Linked DNA regions of Mus musculus: region 2 is linked to region 1. The links are chromatin contacts, called in public Hi-C maps. All regions are on one chromosome and are shown on one strand. Each heading gives the region's core, a stretch centred on a gene start, on an enhancer-like site or on the middle of the called end of the contact. The rest is flanking DNA. Distances are from core to core; before and after follow the strand shown.

Region 1 (7,536 bases), core at 2,399-4,898:
AGGGAACACCTCTTCCTCATACCTGCTAGATCCTGCAGTCCATGGCTTGTGGAAGCACCAGTTACGTTCCTGCCTCCCACTGCCTGTAACCTTCTTGCCATATGTATTCTTCAGTGTAACCCTAGCTGAACTTAGCATCTACAAAGGTCACATTCACAGGTTCTGAAGGTTAGGATTTGACCTTACCTTCAGGAGTGTAACAGTTAATCATTATTATCTTGGCTGCATTTACAGTCCCTGAGAGGCTGACCACATTCTGGGATTGTCTAAGGGTCACAGAAAATTAAGCAAAGGGGAAGACTCCAATCTAAGGGGGATGTTGCTAGAAGACCAAACTTTTACCTTTCCCCACATCTCATCTCCATGTTTTAGGCTGTTCTCCTCCACCTGCCCTTTAATGATAGGCTAACCCTTCCGACACCATACACTGAAATAAATTCTTTCTCTTTTAAGTTTCTGTCAAGGTTTAGTAACAAAAGCTATCTCAGACAGGAAATCAGTTCCACACATTACACACAGAGCAACAGAGTGGCATAGGCAGTGGCAAAGCCCAAGCCAGGCAGGAAGAAGCCAGCCTGTCCCAAGCTGGGCAGGAAGGGAGTCCCGTGGGCAGCACACTGATCATGTTGTACCAGGAGAGGGAGGAGAGAATGACAAAGGAACTGACCAGCTCTTCCTCCTCTGATAAAGGCGATCATTGGTCCTAGCTCATACTGGTGTTTGTCCCAGAGAGGTAGCTGTCTTGACAGGGAGTCTTATACCAGGTTCTTCCACACTTTAAAACAGCACCCCACTTGTGACTGACCTGACACTCTATGGCTTTCAGATGGGAGAAAATTGTTCTTAGCAGTAAAATGGAGACTGAGGAGAAAGTATCCCTGTGACATCCTGGCAAACATCAGAAGAGAATAGGGAGCATCCTTCTGTCAAAAAAAAAAAAAAAAAAAAAAGGAAGTAGGGTATCTTGGGGTCCAGGAGCAAAGGGTTATGTCAGATATTAATGTTTCTCTTCTGGGCAGGCTTCTTCTGATCTAAGGCTACCCGATATTCATTCCCAAATAGCTATGTAGAGCATCTCTTATGTGCACTTCTTCCTGACAGACAAGCCAAATCTCTGTTTCCTAGAGATTATTATACCATGGGCAAAGAAATGGGCAGAGTAGCTGAAACATGTGAGGCACTTGAAAAAGCACCAAGCTCACTAGAGGACAGTAAAGCTATCCAGAGGACTCACGGGCATCATCAGATGCTGGGAAGTCTGAATGTTATCATGGGGATATTGTTATCTGGCCCAGAGGAGGAACTGAGCAATGAAAAGAAAGAGGAGTCATCATTTACAAAGAACCTGGGACAGAATTCTACCCTGAACTGCAGTTAGAGGGGAGAGAGAGCAGGATGACATTAGGAGATGGTAAGCCAGAGTCCAGGGTGTTATGATTATTTAAGCCCCATCTTTGTAAAATGTGAGAAACTTAGGGCTTGAGAAGCTGTTGGGGTCTTGTAGTAGGACTTCCATTTTCGAAGGTTGCCTAGCTTTGCCTTAAGAATAACTATTGAAAGGTAAAGCAGAAACAGGAACAAGAATCCAATGGCTGTGTTAATAATCTAGGCAAGGGGAATGTGGCTGGACCATGGTAGGAACAGGGGGGAAAATGTGAAACTGTCATTTTGGATATGTCCTGCTCATAGATTGGACATGTAAGAGGACAGTCCAAGAAGGGCTTATTCCAAACTCTAATAGGGACTGAAAAATGCAGGATCAGGAAACTGCAAGAGAGGAAATGGAGAAGACCTTCAGTATCTGAGGCCATAAGACACTGAGCAGAAGCACGGAAGAAGCAATTGGGGGACATTTGACAGAAGTCAGGCCTGACAAAGGAATGTTCCAAGTACTTGACTGCAGATAGGAGAGGGCAAACAAGGATCAAAGCTATGGATAGGAACAATCTGGAAGACAGACAAGGATTTGGGTCACAAGAAGTCAGTTTTCTTCCCATAGTGCTCCAACTGGGATTTTAGGTAGGTTGTCTCCCTGTTCTGATCCCTAGACTCCTCTAGGACTCAAAATAACAGCTCACAGCTTACCATCTCCAATCTCTGAATTCTAGTATCAGCTTCACTAACTTTAAGTTCCTGATGTTGCTGGCTAGGAAGAGTACTGTAAAGACAGGCCATGCCTTGGAACTCTTTCTAGAACACAATGCTCTTCTCTGTAGATTATCTCATTTTTCTCTGCCACATTGCACCAAAGCCCTTGGATTTCTGGGCTTCCACTCTTCTAAGCAAACCTTTGTTTGAGTGTTCCCAGTCCCAAGGCACACACACTGACCCTGCTCCAGTCCCTTCTTTAGACCATTCTCCACTCAGAAGCCACAGTGATTTTAAAATAAAAGCCTGGTGTCTCTCAAACCTGTGGGCCCACCTCCCCTTTCCCTGCATTGCCAGCTCCTTCAAACCTTGGCTTGACTATCCTGTCCCCAGAAAGAGACTCAGTTGAAGCCCATGCCAAGTGGATGTGTTCTGCTTTAATTCTCTTTCCCTTCATTGCTTATCTTTGTTCTTCTTAAACCCAAGTTAGTTATCTCCTTATGTTTCATCTGAAATTTGACTCGGATCTGTGTCCGCCACTGGCCACATGCTCAGCCGAGCAGAGCCTCATCCATCTTGTGTCATCGTGTCGATCACCAGAACCAAGCTGGTGGTGAACCAAGAGCAGGTGTCCAGGTGCTATTTAAATAAATGCACATTTGCATAAATATGTAAAATATTTAACAAGACTTTTTAAAGAAAGAGGAAAGGAAAAAGGAAGGAAGAAGAAAGAGAGGGAAGGAAAGGAGAAGGGAGAGGAAGAAGAAAATAAAGACAAAAGTTTAAAAGGAGGGAGGAAAGGGTAGGGAGGTGAGGGGGAAATGAGGAAAGAAGGAAGAAGGGAAGCAAGGAGAAAAAAGTAGAAAAGAAAGGAGGCTAATTTTGCTTATTTGAATATTCTTTAGTGATTATATGTCACTCTTTTTTTATTGGTTATTTTATGTATTTACATTTCAATTTTTATCCCCTCCCCAGCTTCCCCTCTGCAAACCTCCTATCTCATTCCCCCATCTCCCCTGCTTCTATGAGGGTGATCCCCCCACCCACCCACCCACTCCTGCCTCACTACCTTAGCATTCCCCTACGCTGGGGCATCGAACCTTTACAGGACTAAGGACCTCCCCTCCCATTGATGCTCTATGTCACTCTTGAAAAAAGAAAAAAAAAAAGACTGACATTCTGTTTCTGTGTATAGAGAAAACTGAAGGAGGCTTCAAGGTCAGTCGAGGTGACTATCAAAGGGGAAAGCGTTGAGTAAAGAAGGCTTCCAGCAGAGGAAGGCCTGGAAAAAGGTGGTCCCTGCAGGCTGGGAGGACATTTCTTCTGCTATGTGTTCACAGTGACCTGGACAGTATCCCAAGAGCCACCCCTTTCAGAGAGAGAATGACAACATTCTGCCAGGATTCTTGAGAAGATTTGCTTGGCGGTCTCTGAAAGAGGTCTCTTGGATTCTATTTCCTTCATTCCAAAGTGTCCCTGGAAGCTCTCTGCCTCAGAAGACCCAGGAGGAGCATGTGGCTCTGTGTCACCATGTGTTACCATATTTGGATGATCAGAGGGAGAGGGCCTGGGAGGACAGCCAAACTGCTCTTTTCTGGGTGGCCCTAAGTGAGTCACTTTACCTCAGAACTCTAGCTGCATGTAAACTGGAGTTCTGATTCTCTCTCCCCGTATACCTCTAAGAGGGCAAGGGTAAAGATATTGCTTTCTAGAAAGCAGCCACTCACAAACACCAGCAATACAAGTTCTGCGGGACTAGAATCAAGTGCAGGAGTTCATGCCTGTGCTAGGAGTAAAAACAAAACAAAACAACAGTGTTCTTGCTCACAGGTCCAGGACCTCTGAAGTTCCATGGCCAGGGCAGAAGCACAAGGGATCCTACTCTCAAGGACCTCTCATTGGAAGCTATTAGCCTACCGGCAAAAGTGTTCTCAGAGTAAGCCACCCTCTACACACTCAGAAACAGTTCTAGATCATTTACAATGGACCACAAATGAGACAGAGAAAGCTCACTGATCACCTGAAAATCTTGACTGGCCAACCAAGCTAAGCCTTGAGCTTGGCTCCTTCCCTGAGTCTCAGATATGGGGTTCTCAGTGAGTTCTGTAGGCTATAGATATCCCTGTGTAGTCTTGTGCTAGAGGTGGAGGAACTTGAGAGCTTATTATTCTCTGGATGGGGGAAAAAAGAAAAAGAAAATTGTCTAATAGCTATATTATGCTGTGACTCTGACCCATAGGATTGCTTGGCTAGCAACAGGACAAGCAGCCTCCAGGACCAGATCTCAAGGTACTTCACAGATGCTTCTTAGCCTAGGAAGATGTCCCTCACTAGGCCAGAAACAAGGTCCTACCTAATTAGCTCTCAGTGGTGGCTGTTGACCATTATAGAGATTAAGAGCACATAGCAGAGATCTTTTTAAACGTCTCACATCTAAACTATAGTAAAGATTCTAAATGTTATCTAACAACTCTGTTGTGCTCTGAGCAATAGACATCTCATGCTTCAGCCACCATGAGAACCAGATTAGTGGACATTGTTGTGGCCATTTTAATGATGGGGGAGTTGACTCCAAGAAGACCAAGGTGCCATTTGGGATGCTGGAAAAGAAGAGCACTCTGTATATTCTCTATTCTCTCCTGGACTCTGTCCTGGACTTCCTAGCATCCCAGCCTTTGAATCTATGAAGTAGACTCTACTGTGTTATGTCCATTTTAGTTCCCTGGCCCTCTTATAGGGCATAAGGTCAGTCCCTAAAGAAAAGGCCAGCAGTTAACAGGTGGGTTCAGTTTCTCTTTAGACAGAAATGAAAGTAACACCTTACAAGGGAGAACAGGGCCAGGACAGAGTTAAAAGGACAAAATAAAGTGACGATGAAACTCTAACTATCATAGAGAAAGCAAGCAAAATATGGACCTCAAGGTGACCAGCTCACTTCTGATTTCTGACTTATAATTGCCCCAAGCACCTGCGCAAGAAAAAACAAAATCCATGATCACTGTCAGACAAGGTGGCCTTGATATGTAAAACAGGAGCCCAATTTTTGTAACCAAGTGCCACATAGTTTTTATTTTAGGCTTCACGGCCATATCTCTCTCATGACTATTAAATTTACCAGTGCGGGAGCAAAGAAGCTCGACGACATCATATAAAACCGTGAACACCGCCATGTTCCAATAAAACTTTAATGCAAGCAGGAGGAGTTGTAATTAGTCAGATCCTGGTTTAGAACGGGCACAGGCAACTATCCAAGAAGATTGTGCCAGGAACTCCAAAGACTCTACTATCTCTTCCAAAACAAGTGTTTACCAGTCAATCGCCAGAGCCCAGGCCCTACTCTAGGCTCTGGGATTCAGCACATAGAACACAGGCAGGAATTCTATTCATACCCCTTACCAGGAGAAGCATCATCCGCACTCCTCAGATAGGAAACAAAGATGCTGGTAGGGAACGTGCCAGGGCTCATGAGAACAGAGTTGGGCCTCCAGAGAAAACGATGAGCATGAGATCTTAGAAATCCAGGCTACTTCTCAGAGCATAACCAAGACTCAGTTCCAACGTGGAGACTATGTTTCCACTTCCATCCGAGGTAAGAGGCCCTCCCTCTATTGTAGGTTGTTCCTGAGCTGCTTAGGCCAGTGCTTTTGCCAGGAAGAAAGAAGTAGAGGACACTTCCAACCTGGGAGAAGCCCAGAAGACGCTCTTCTCTAAAGAGAACGTGTCCCTTGTATGAATGATGCAGACATCCAGAGGACAGGGAGGGCTGCAAGTCCACTTAGCTGGAGATTCGGAACTGACAGGCATAGCCTTGCCTGAAGGCCAGGCCTTTATCCATCTTAAGATGGCTTGGACCTGTGAAAGGAATTCTGATAGGAAGAATATAGAGATGGCTGCCTGGCTGCCTCCAGGAGTTTGACACACACTGTGCCACACACAGTAGGCAGCTATGCCCCTGTTTCTGTGTCCAACTCCAGGCTATGGCCAGGCAGGACATGTCATGGCTGGTCAGCATGGTTGTACCTACTCAGTTGAATCATTAAGCAAGAGCTAGAGCTATGGACACCATGCTTATATAATACAGACAGAATGAAGACAGGGAAACTGAGGCCCAGGAGCCACTAGGGATCTCTGCAAATAACAATGCTCCAGGCACCATAGTAAACTTTTTCTGAAGATCGCTAAGGATATTGAATCCTCACAATGGCACAGTGCACTCTTATACGTCACTGCCCTAGTGTTTTTTCCTATTGCTGTGATAAACACCACGACCAACAGTAACAGAGAGGAAAGAAGGGTTTGTTTGGCTTACATGTTTGCATCAGTCATTCGCTGAGGAAATTAAGGGCAGGAGCAGAGACAGGGACCATGGAGGAGACCTACTTACTGGCTTGCTCCCAGGCGCATGCTTAGCTTCCCTTCTGATATAAGCCAGGACCCCATGTCCAGGAGATGGCACCACCCACAGTGGGCTAAGCTGTCCTCCATCAATTAGCAACTATGAAAAGGCCTCAGAGACATGCCTACGGGCTAATCAAATGTAGGCAACTCCTCAACGGAGATTCCTTCTTCCCAGGTACCAGGGAATATCAAAGTGACCAAAAAGCAAATAGCAGAGCCATGTGTACTGTAACCTATATTGTCAATCAGTGTGTTGTAGGTGTGACCGTGGTTAGAAACCTTAAGCATGAGCCATTTCCGGGGTTGTTCTTGCTCTCCTTATGAAGAGGATAGTGAGGATGAACTCAGGCTGTTTAGCACTATCCATCTTTTTCCCCAACACGCTCATGTCCTTTAATATTTGACTCCTGTTGGAAAACCACACTGGAGAGCCGAGCCTGTAGGAAAAAGAAAGTGGAGAAGGTAAAAGAATTGTCTTGGAGCCACTGAAGACCTAAGCTTTTCCCCTTCTAGTCCCCCAGAAGGGGAAAGAAACTGTATTTGCCAGCAGACTTAGGGATGGTTCTGAATAAAGGTTTGCACGCTTTTCCAGAGTGCAAACAATGCTAGCTAGGGACAGCCCTGAGGCTCATGGGCACACAGGCTTAGCAGGCAAGGAGGCGGGGCTGGATGGAGCTGGACAGGACCCAGCACACAGCTTTGTATAATGAGCTCAGTCAGCCCTGTGGGGTCACTCCAGAACACCAGGGCAACCTCCGTACCAGAAAAACAAACTCATGATCCCTGGCCAGGCAGGCACCATCCAAAGAGTAAACAGGAGTGATCACACCCCAGGGACCCCCCCCCCCCAATACTCCTCCCTGTCCTGTTGGGCTAATAATAATCTCAGTAAGTAACATGCACAGTGGATTAATGTGTCAGGCACATGGGCCCAGGGGCTTGTATACACCTTTTTAACCATCAGAAAGCCCTTGGTGTGAGTGGACAGGAAAAACAACTTCCAGCATTCTGCGGCAGCATACAGGAAAGAGGAGCTACAACATATCACAA
Region 2 (7,731 bases), core at 4,546-7,045, 1.4 Mb before region 1:
TTCTTCTTTCTCCTCCTCCTCCTTCTTTTTTGTTTAAAGATTTTATTTATTTTTCATTTTATACACGAGTGCTCTATCTGCATCTATGCCTGCATGCCAGAAGATCCAATGACAGATCATTGTGAGCCACCATGCGGTTGCTCAGAATCAAACTCAGGACCTCTGGAAGAGCAGACAGTACTCTTAACCACTGAGCCATCTCTCCAGGCCCCATGGTTTTGTTTCCTTATGCATACGATTTGCATTTAACCCTAATAACATCTTTGGTGGTAGAAAGCATTTGCAAATTCATCTTCAGATAGAAACTGAGGCACCAAGAATTTGAAATTTTGTTTTACACACAAGCGGGTTCATAGGTCAGATCAACCCTGACTACTTGACTTGCAGAGCCCTTGGCTGAGATGGCCACAGTTGTTGCTTTGGGATGAGGGCAGGATCCTCCCAGCCGCTTTCCCTGAATTTCTTCTTGACGTTCTAAGAAGCCTTCCATCTTGCAGTCTGCTTACATTATTCTGTATGCAGCACACACTTGATCCTGTACAATGTTGCTTTGTAACACTGGGAATTACATTCAAGGTGTAATTGGGTAGGCTGGGCAAGCAATCTTCCGCTAAGTTCCCTGATAAGCACTTTCTTAGGCTGTACTTTTAGATCTCTGGACTTCCTCATCACATATAAATGTGAGTTCATCTCCTCTGACCTCTTTATTCCCATTTCCTCCTCTTTTCTATGGTCAAAGAGTAGAGTTTTAGGTGTTTTATAGTAAGAACATAAAGGTAACTATGGAAGGTAAGATAACTGCTTGATCACTGGAATAATGTCACCTTGTCCATGCATACCAAACAGCACGTTGTGTACCCTAAATACGTGCAATAAAATGTTCTGATTATATCACCCCAGTCCCAGTTCCTTATCCATGAGTCTGAACTCTTCATTCCTTATTTTCAAATAAGATCATATCCAACTTCTCACCTCATTTTTCTGTGGTCATTCTTGCCCTTTGTGCTTTTGGCACCCCCGATAGCCGGCAATGTCATGAATATGCCACCTGGATGGCTCAGATGACTTTTCTTCTTACCCTGGGTTCCAGATAACACTGCCGATGGCTCTCCCCTAACCTTGGGTGTCAATGGTTCTTTCGCTTTCATTCATTCAGACCTTCTTTACCCTTCCTTTCCATATGCATTGTGGATTCCTTTTCTTATATACTTTTGGGATCCACCACCCACTTCCAATTCATAAGCTCTTCCATAGTTAAGGAAAACTATGGCGTAAACCAATGCTGCTAAGGATTCTTGCCACATCTCACCCTTAAACTCCATGCTAGTCTTCATATTGTTGTAGATGTGTGTGTGCGTGCAGGGATGCATGCCCATGTGGACAGGTAGGGATGTTGGAGAAAGGTATCAGATGACCTCCTCAGTCGCCCTTGCCTTAATCCCTAGAGACAGGGTATCTCACTGAACCTGGAGCTAGGCTGGTGGCCAGTTAGCCCCAGTGACTCTCATGTCTCTGCTACCTCGGAAGCTAACAACTTGTAGGCTAACAACTGTCCGTGTGCGTCCACAGTTAATGGATATTTCATCCAGTGAGGCACCTGCACCACAAACAACTCCAGGGTTTCTGTTTTACTCACCAGCTCGTTGGGTCCTGTCATGTCAGCCTTTACCATGTCTTTCTAAGCTCTGTTTCCTCTATCCCTATTATTATTATTTTTTGACCTGATTTGGACTCATACTATCAGTCACATGAAATACTGCTGAAGCCATCTGAATGATTTGCCTTCTGTCTCTGTCTCCATGTTCCCTTCAATAGGAGGAACCAAGTCAAGGAGTCCCCGGAGTGTGATGAATTCATCTAAGAGTTTGGCACTCCACTGCAGTGGAGCTGAGGGTTGACGTGCTCTTGGTGTCTTATGGGTGTAAATTCTCCTGACCTAGGCTGAGCTCCTGCTGTGAGGCCCAGCACAGCTGTGATGTGAGAGACAATGGAAAAAAACAAAACAAAACCCAGCAGCGTCTGAAGCCTCCGCTGCCCTTTCCTACAGCCGCTTCCAGAATGTAGGGTGCTATAAATTAGGTGGAATTCAAACTTTCTCACACAGTTTGAAAACCAACACATTCATTTAAAATTGATCTTTGAGGTCATAGTGGATCTGTACACAAAAATCTATAACTCCCTAACAGGGTCCAGCTTCTCTTTGGAAGCCCACTCCTTACCTGTGCAGCATTGCTTGGGTTATAACTCATGTGCTGTGCTCTGCCGAGCAGACTCATGCAGGGTCAAATGAAATTTTTTACCGGGAATTACTTAATTAAGACAGAGACTCAATACGTAAGCTCTGGCTGACTAGGGACTCACTGTGTAGACCAGGCTGGCCTCAAGCTCACAGAACTCTGACTACCTCTGCTTCCTAAGTGCTGGGATTAAAGACCTGCACCACTGTGCCCAGTTGGGACTTTAAATCTTAGGGGTTAGAAAGTAGTGGCACATGCCTTTAATCCCAGCACTTGAGAGGCATAGGCAGGTGAATTTCTTGAGTTGGAGGCCAGCCTGCTCTACAGAGTGAGAGCTCTAGGATAGCTAAGGCTACACAGAGAAACCCTAGCTTGAAAAAAGGAAGAAGGAGCTGGCTGTAGGGTAAAGGGGCTTACTGCTAAGCTGGATAAGCAGGGCTTGATCCTTGGAACCCATCCTTGTGTTGTCGTGCATGCATGTACATGCACACATGCATGCTCACACACAGACACAGAGACACACAGACCCCCCCCCCCCACACACACACCAAGTAAATGAAGCATAAAAAGGGAGGAAAACTGCAACGGTTAGTGTTAATTATCAATTGATTCTGTGGTCACTTAGGATGCAAGTCTCCAGGCTCATGTGCAAGGGGGGTTATGTAGATTAGGCTAGACCCTTGGCAAGTCTGAGAGCAGTTACTGTGATTAGCTTTAACTTTGGTAGGAAGACCCAGGTAGCTTCATGGCTGAGGCCCTGGACTCCATAAAAAGGAAGCATGATGGGCCCCAGTCTCCCTCACTCTCTGCTTCTTCACTGAGAATGCAATGGTACCTGCTGCTTTGATCTCCTGCTCTGTGACCTTCCTGCCACGACAGACTATAACTGTGAGTCAAACCAAGACATTTCTTCTTTAACTTGCTCTTCTCAAGGCATTTTATCACAGTCGCAGCTGTTACTTAGTACAGTTACTAAGACAGGCCCACCACGGTGGCACCCGAATGCAGAGGGTTAGTAGACTTTGCGTGCAGATCTTCTGTGACTCCTGTTCTGACATATTCTGCTTCTAAGCTTGGCTCTCCAGTTCCCAACCTTCTGTCTAATGTATAAAGCACTTAAGTATCACACCAATACATCCTTCTTCCTACTCCTCCATTCACGACTTTTCCTCTCCTCCGACCTTTTCTTCCACTTCAAGTTTTTTGCTTAAGTCTGTCAGTATAGACTTCTGTTTCTGTAACCAGAGAACCTCAGCAGAAGCAGATGAATGAAAACAAAAGGCTTTGCCTGAGAGATCAGAAAACTGGTCTATTGGTCACTTGCCCTGGATCATATAGCTAGTTAGTGGCAGAATAAATACCCAAATTTCTCTCTTTCAGACTCAGTTCTCTCACTCGTAAAATGAGGGCAATACCAGCACTTATGCTGTGGGTTGTTGAGGTGGGTCTATTGAACAACGCAATATAGTGTCTTGCTAGCGAGAAATAGATGCTAGTAAGCCCTTCTTTTTATTATGTTCTGTTATTATGTCTATGACACCTACTATGTATTTAGGAATATTGCTTTAAATTGCTTATGATTTCCAACACAGAGAATACTGTAATTGTATCAGCTGAGTTTTTCTGTAGTCAAGAAAGTTTTATTTAGATGTCCAGTGTGCCTCATCCAAAGTTATCAGGGAGGGTCCTCTTGGCTGGGTAGTGGATACGTTTATTCTCTTTTCCTTATGAAAAAAAAAGTCATTAAGAAGAATGTTATTTTCTTTCTTTCTTTTTTTCTAACCAGTGAAAAAGACATCAAAGTGCAGTGTTTGACAAGAGGGCCTGTTGGTTCCATTCAGGGGCACATTATGAATTGTTCATTTTTGACGGGGGGGGGGGGGGAACAATTCATTACATTTTGTTTATGTGGCACCTCCTGAGGGGCTGTTTCTAAGTGGTTTACAAAAGTCTTGTTCTCATTGGGACACACTTGTCCTCTAGGGTTCCCAGGGATGGAAGATCTTGTGTGCAAATAAAATAAACTCAGCCTGAAGGCCAGTAATTTAGATTAATAAAGAGCTATGTTTATATAACTGTGTTAACAGAATTCTACATGGCAAGTCAAATCCAATTTTCTCAGGCTATACAACCATTTCTAAACAGGACTTGGCCAAGAATGTCTAGTTTGTGAGTGCACAAAACAAGGAGCAAAGATTTTTCATAGTCTTTAGGCCCCTGAGATTCTATTTTTGTGGCTCTAGTTTCTCAGGAGATCATGGTACAACTGAAGCAGCTTGAGTAAGGCGATTCTGTATGTGTAAGAATCTATTCATGTCCCTGGACACATCTGTGCTGGTTAATTTTATGTTAGCTTGATATAAGCTACAGTCATTTGGGATCCTCCATTGAAAAAAATAAATGCCCCTAGTAGATTGGCTTGTGGTAGATTTTCTTGATTGGTGATTGACATGGGAGGGCCCAGTGCCCTGCCCCCATACCCCATTACTATACAAGAAAGCAGGCTGAGCTTGCCCTGGGAAGCAAGCCAGTTCTCCTTTAAGCTTCTGCTTCAGTCTCTGCCTCCAGGCTCCTGCCCTGATTTTCCTCAGCTTTAAACTCTAACGTGGATCTGTAAATGAAATGAGCAAGCCCTTTCCTCCCTATGTTGTTTTTGTTCATGGTGTTTTATCATAAAAATAGAAAACCTAGCTAAGACAATGCCCTTCATCCTCCTGTCTTCCCATCATCCATCCATTCATGCATCCATTAAAAGACATCTCCTGGCCAGCATGGGACTGACCTAGGCCCTCTGCATATATGGTAAGATTGTATAGCTTCATCTTCTTGTGGGACACCTAACAGTGGGAGCAGGGGCTGTCTCTGATTCTTTTGCCTGCTTTTGGGACCCTTTCCTTCTTACTGGTTGCTTTGTTCAGCCTTGACGGAAAACTGTGGTTGGGATGTAAAAAAATAACAACAACATCTCCTGGCACATGACAACACTAGAATTCTAGCTCTTTTGTTTCTGACTTCTCCAGTAAGAGAACCAAGTAAGAAGGGGGAAAACAAAAACAAAAACAAAAACAAAAAATCCAACAACCCAGAAGTTCAGAGATGCCTATGTTGAAAATGCCCCGGAGCTTTTATGTTCATACTCCCAATAAACATGCAAGATGAATGCCATTTGATTCTGTCCTCTTTTTGTTGTAAAAGCACAGAGGTCTGGAACAGCTGTATCTTTGCACAGCTGTACAACTTGCTCAAAGGAACAGAAATGCACATCTATGGGCTATGTAGTATGCACTAGGTATGGCCTTCATGTTCACAATCTTACTGCACTGGGCACAACACTGAACAGAAATTTGTGTGTTTACATGTGTGTGTTTATGTGTGTGTGTGTGTGTGTGTGTGTGTGTGTGTGTGTGTGTGTGTGTGTATTTGATACAAATAAATGAGAAACAAGGGTACTGAGAAGTTATGGACTTGTTTACGTCATGGGTAGGAAGTGAAGCCTCTGGTCTTCCTATGGCCTCATGCTGTCTCCCCAGAGAACACACAGGGTCAAAGCTGTCACCTACTGCTAACCCTGACTCAGTGAGAGGCATCCTGGCTTTCTTCCCCTTTTCTTTCAAAGTTTCAATGAGAAGGGTCAGAAAGGAAAACCACAGCAGCAACATAAATAGCAGAGGAAGGACGAGGGTCGGAGAAGGGTCTTGGGAGTAAATGGTGGTTTGAAGATAACGTTTTGGACCAGGGCTGGGAACCTGGAAAACACAGACCTCCAAAAGACCGCCTTTTTCCGTTGACATTTCTGGAATGGTTGTGGGCCAGCTTTTCTTTCTTCTCTCAGCCCTGTCTCAGCAATGGCAGAGTCTTGTCATCTTTTGAGAGCTCTTCATGGACTCTCTGGGAGACGGTTCTCTGTCTGTTGGCCCTGACGCTTGTTCTCATTATTTCCAGCCCTTTCTGGATACACACTGCACTTGTGTGTGACCACCATCTTATTATAAGTGATCCCAGATCTAGACCTCCAGCCCATGTCTGCCCTGGCACACCATCTGTCTCACTCATGAAGGTGCCCAGTACCACTATCTCCAGGGAAGCCCCTCTCCTCCCACATTCCTAACTTCAGATAACAGAGACACTCCAAACAAGGTGTCTTTTTCTTCTTCTTCTTCTCCTTATTTACATTTCATACGTTTTCCCCTTTCCAGGACTCCCCTTCAGAAACCCCCTATCCTATCCCTTCTCCCCACTCACCAAAGCAGTTGATTGTCTTATCTCATGGTCTCTTGTTTCTGAGTGCCTGAGTACCTAATTAGTCTACGTGCTGGTTTAAAAGCAGAAAAATGAGGTATTAACCCTCATCTGCCTCCCAGCCCACAATATTATGTTGTGTGTGTTTGTGAGTTAGGCATCAGGCATTGAAGAGAATGCTCCCCCCCAATTTTTCTAATTGGATATTTTATTTATTTACATTTCTTTTTTTTAATTAGGTATTTTCCTCATTTACATTTCCAATGCTATCCCAAAAGCCCCCCATACCCTCCACCCCACTCCCCTACCTACCCATTCCCACTTTTTGTCCCTGGCATTCCCCTGTACTGGAGCATATAAAGTTTGCAAGTCCAATGGGCCTCTCTTTCCAGTGATGGCCTACTAGGCCATCTTTTGATATATATGCAGCTAGAGTCAAGAGCTCTGGGGTACTGGTTAGTTCATAATGTTGTTCCACCTATAGGGTTGCAGATCCCTTTAGCTCCTTGGGTATTTTCTCTAGCTCCTCCATTGGGGACCCTGTGATCCATCCAATAGCTAACTGTGAGCATCCACTTCTGTGTTTGCTAGGCCCCGGTGTAGTCTCACTAGAGACAGCTATATCAGGGTCCTTTCAGCAAAATCTTACTAGTGTATGCAATGGTGTCAGCGTTTGGAGGCTGATTATGGGATGGATCCCTGGATATGGCAGTCTCTAGATGGTCCATACATTTGTCTCAGCTCCAAACTTCGTCTCTGTAACTTATTTACATTTCAAATGTTATCCCCTTTCCCTGTTTCTGCTCTGGAAACTTCCTATCCCATCCGTTCTCCCCTTGCTTCTATGAGGGTGCTCACCCACCTTCCCACCCACTTCTACTTCCCTGCCCTGCCAATCCCCTACTCTGGGGCATGGAGACTTCCCAGGACCAAGGGTCTCTCCTCCCATTGATGTCTGACAAGGCCATCCTCTGCTACATATGCAGCTGGAGCCATGGGTCCCTCCATGTGTACTCTTTGCTTGGTGGTTTAGTTCCTGGGAGCTCTGGGGGTCTGGTTGGTTGATACTGTTGTTCTTCCTATGGTTGAAAACCCCTTCAGTTCCTTCAGTCCTTTCTCTAACTCCTCCATTGGAGACCCCATGCTTAGTCCAATGGTTGGCTGCAAGCATCCACCTCTGTATTTGCCAGGCTCCAAAGAGCCTCTCAGAAGACAGCTAAATCAGGCTCCTGTTAGCAAGTACTTCTTGGCATTG

What was found. Hi-C and Micro-C count contacts between places; a contact is called where the count stands out from the background.
Region 2: a Hi-C map of bone marrow-derived macrophages shows a contact between it and region 1, with 17 read pairs. The contact joins two enhancer-like sites. A contact is called at or near these places in 1 of 484 Hi-C or Micro-C datasets (bone marrow-derived macrophages) and 2 of 115 datasets of contacts at active chromatin or transcription factors (cardiomyocytes and oligodendrocyte precursor cells).

What each region holds. Positions count from the first base shown.
Region 1 is chr15:62,257,808-62,265,343 of GRCm38.p6, reverse strand. Pvt1 (Pvt1 oncogene) reads right to left here. Exons shown (of 5, transcript NR_132747.1): 5 at 5,129-6,923. Among named protein-coding and RNA genes, the nearest start is that of Pvt1, 220 kb to the right of the region's middle. Within about 2 kb of position 3,648, at least 79 of the 459 cell types and tissues checked have an H3K27ac peak or open chromatin away from gene starts, as enhancers often do. A contact at or near this core is called in bone marrow-derived macrophages, where this site is marked.
Region 2 is chr15:63,677,210-63,684,940 of GRCm38.p6, reverse strand. No RefSeq gene overlaps it. Among named protein-coding and RNA genes, the nearest start is that of 4930449C09Rik, 37 kb to the left of the region's middle. Within about 2 kb of position 5,795, at least 29 of the 459 cell types and tissues checked have an H3K27ac peak or open chromatin away from gene starts, as enhancers often do. A contact at or near this core is called in bone marrow-derived macrophages, where this site is marked.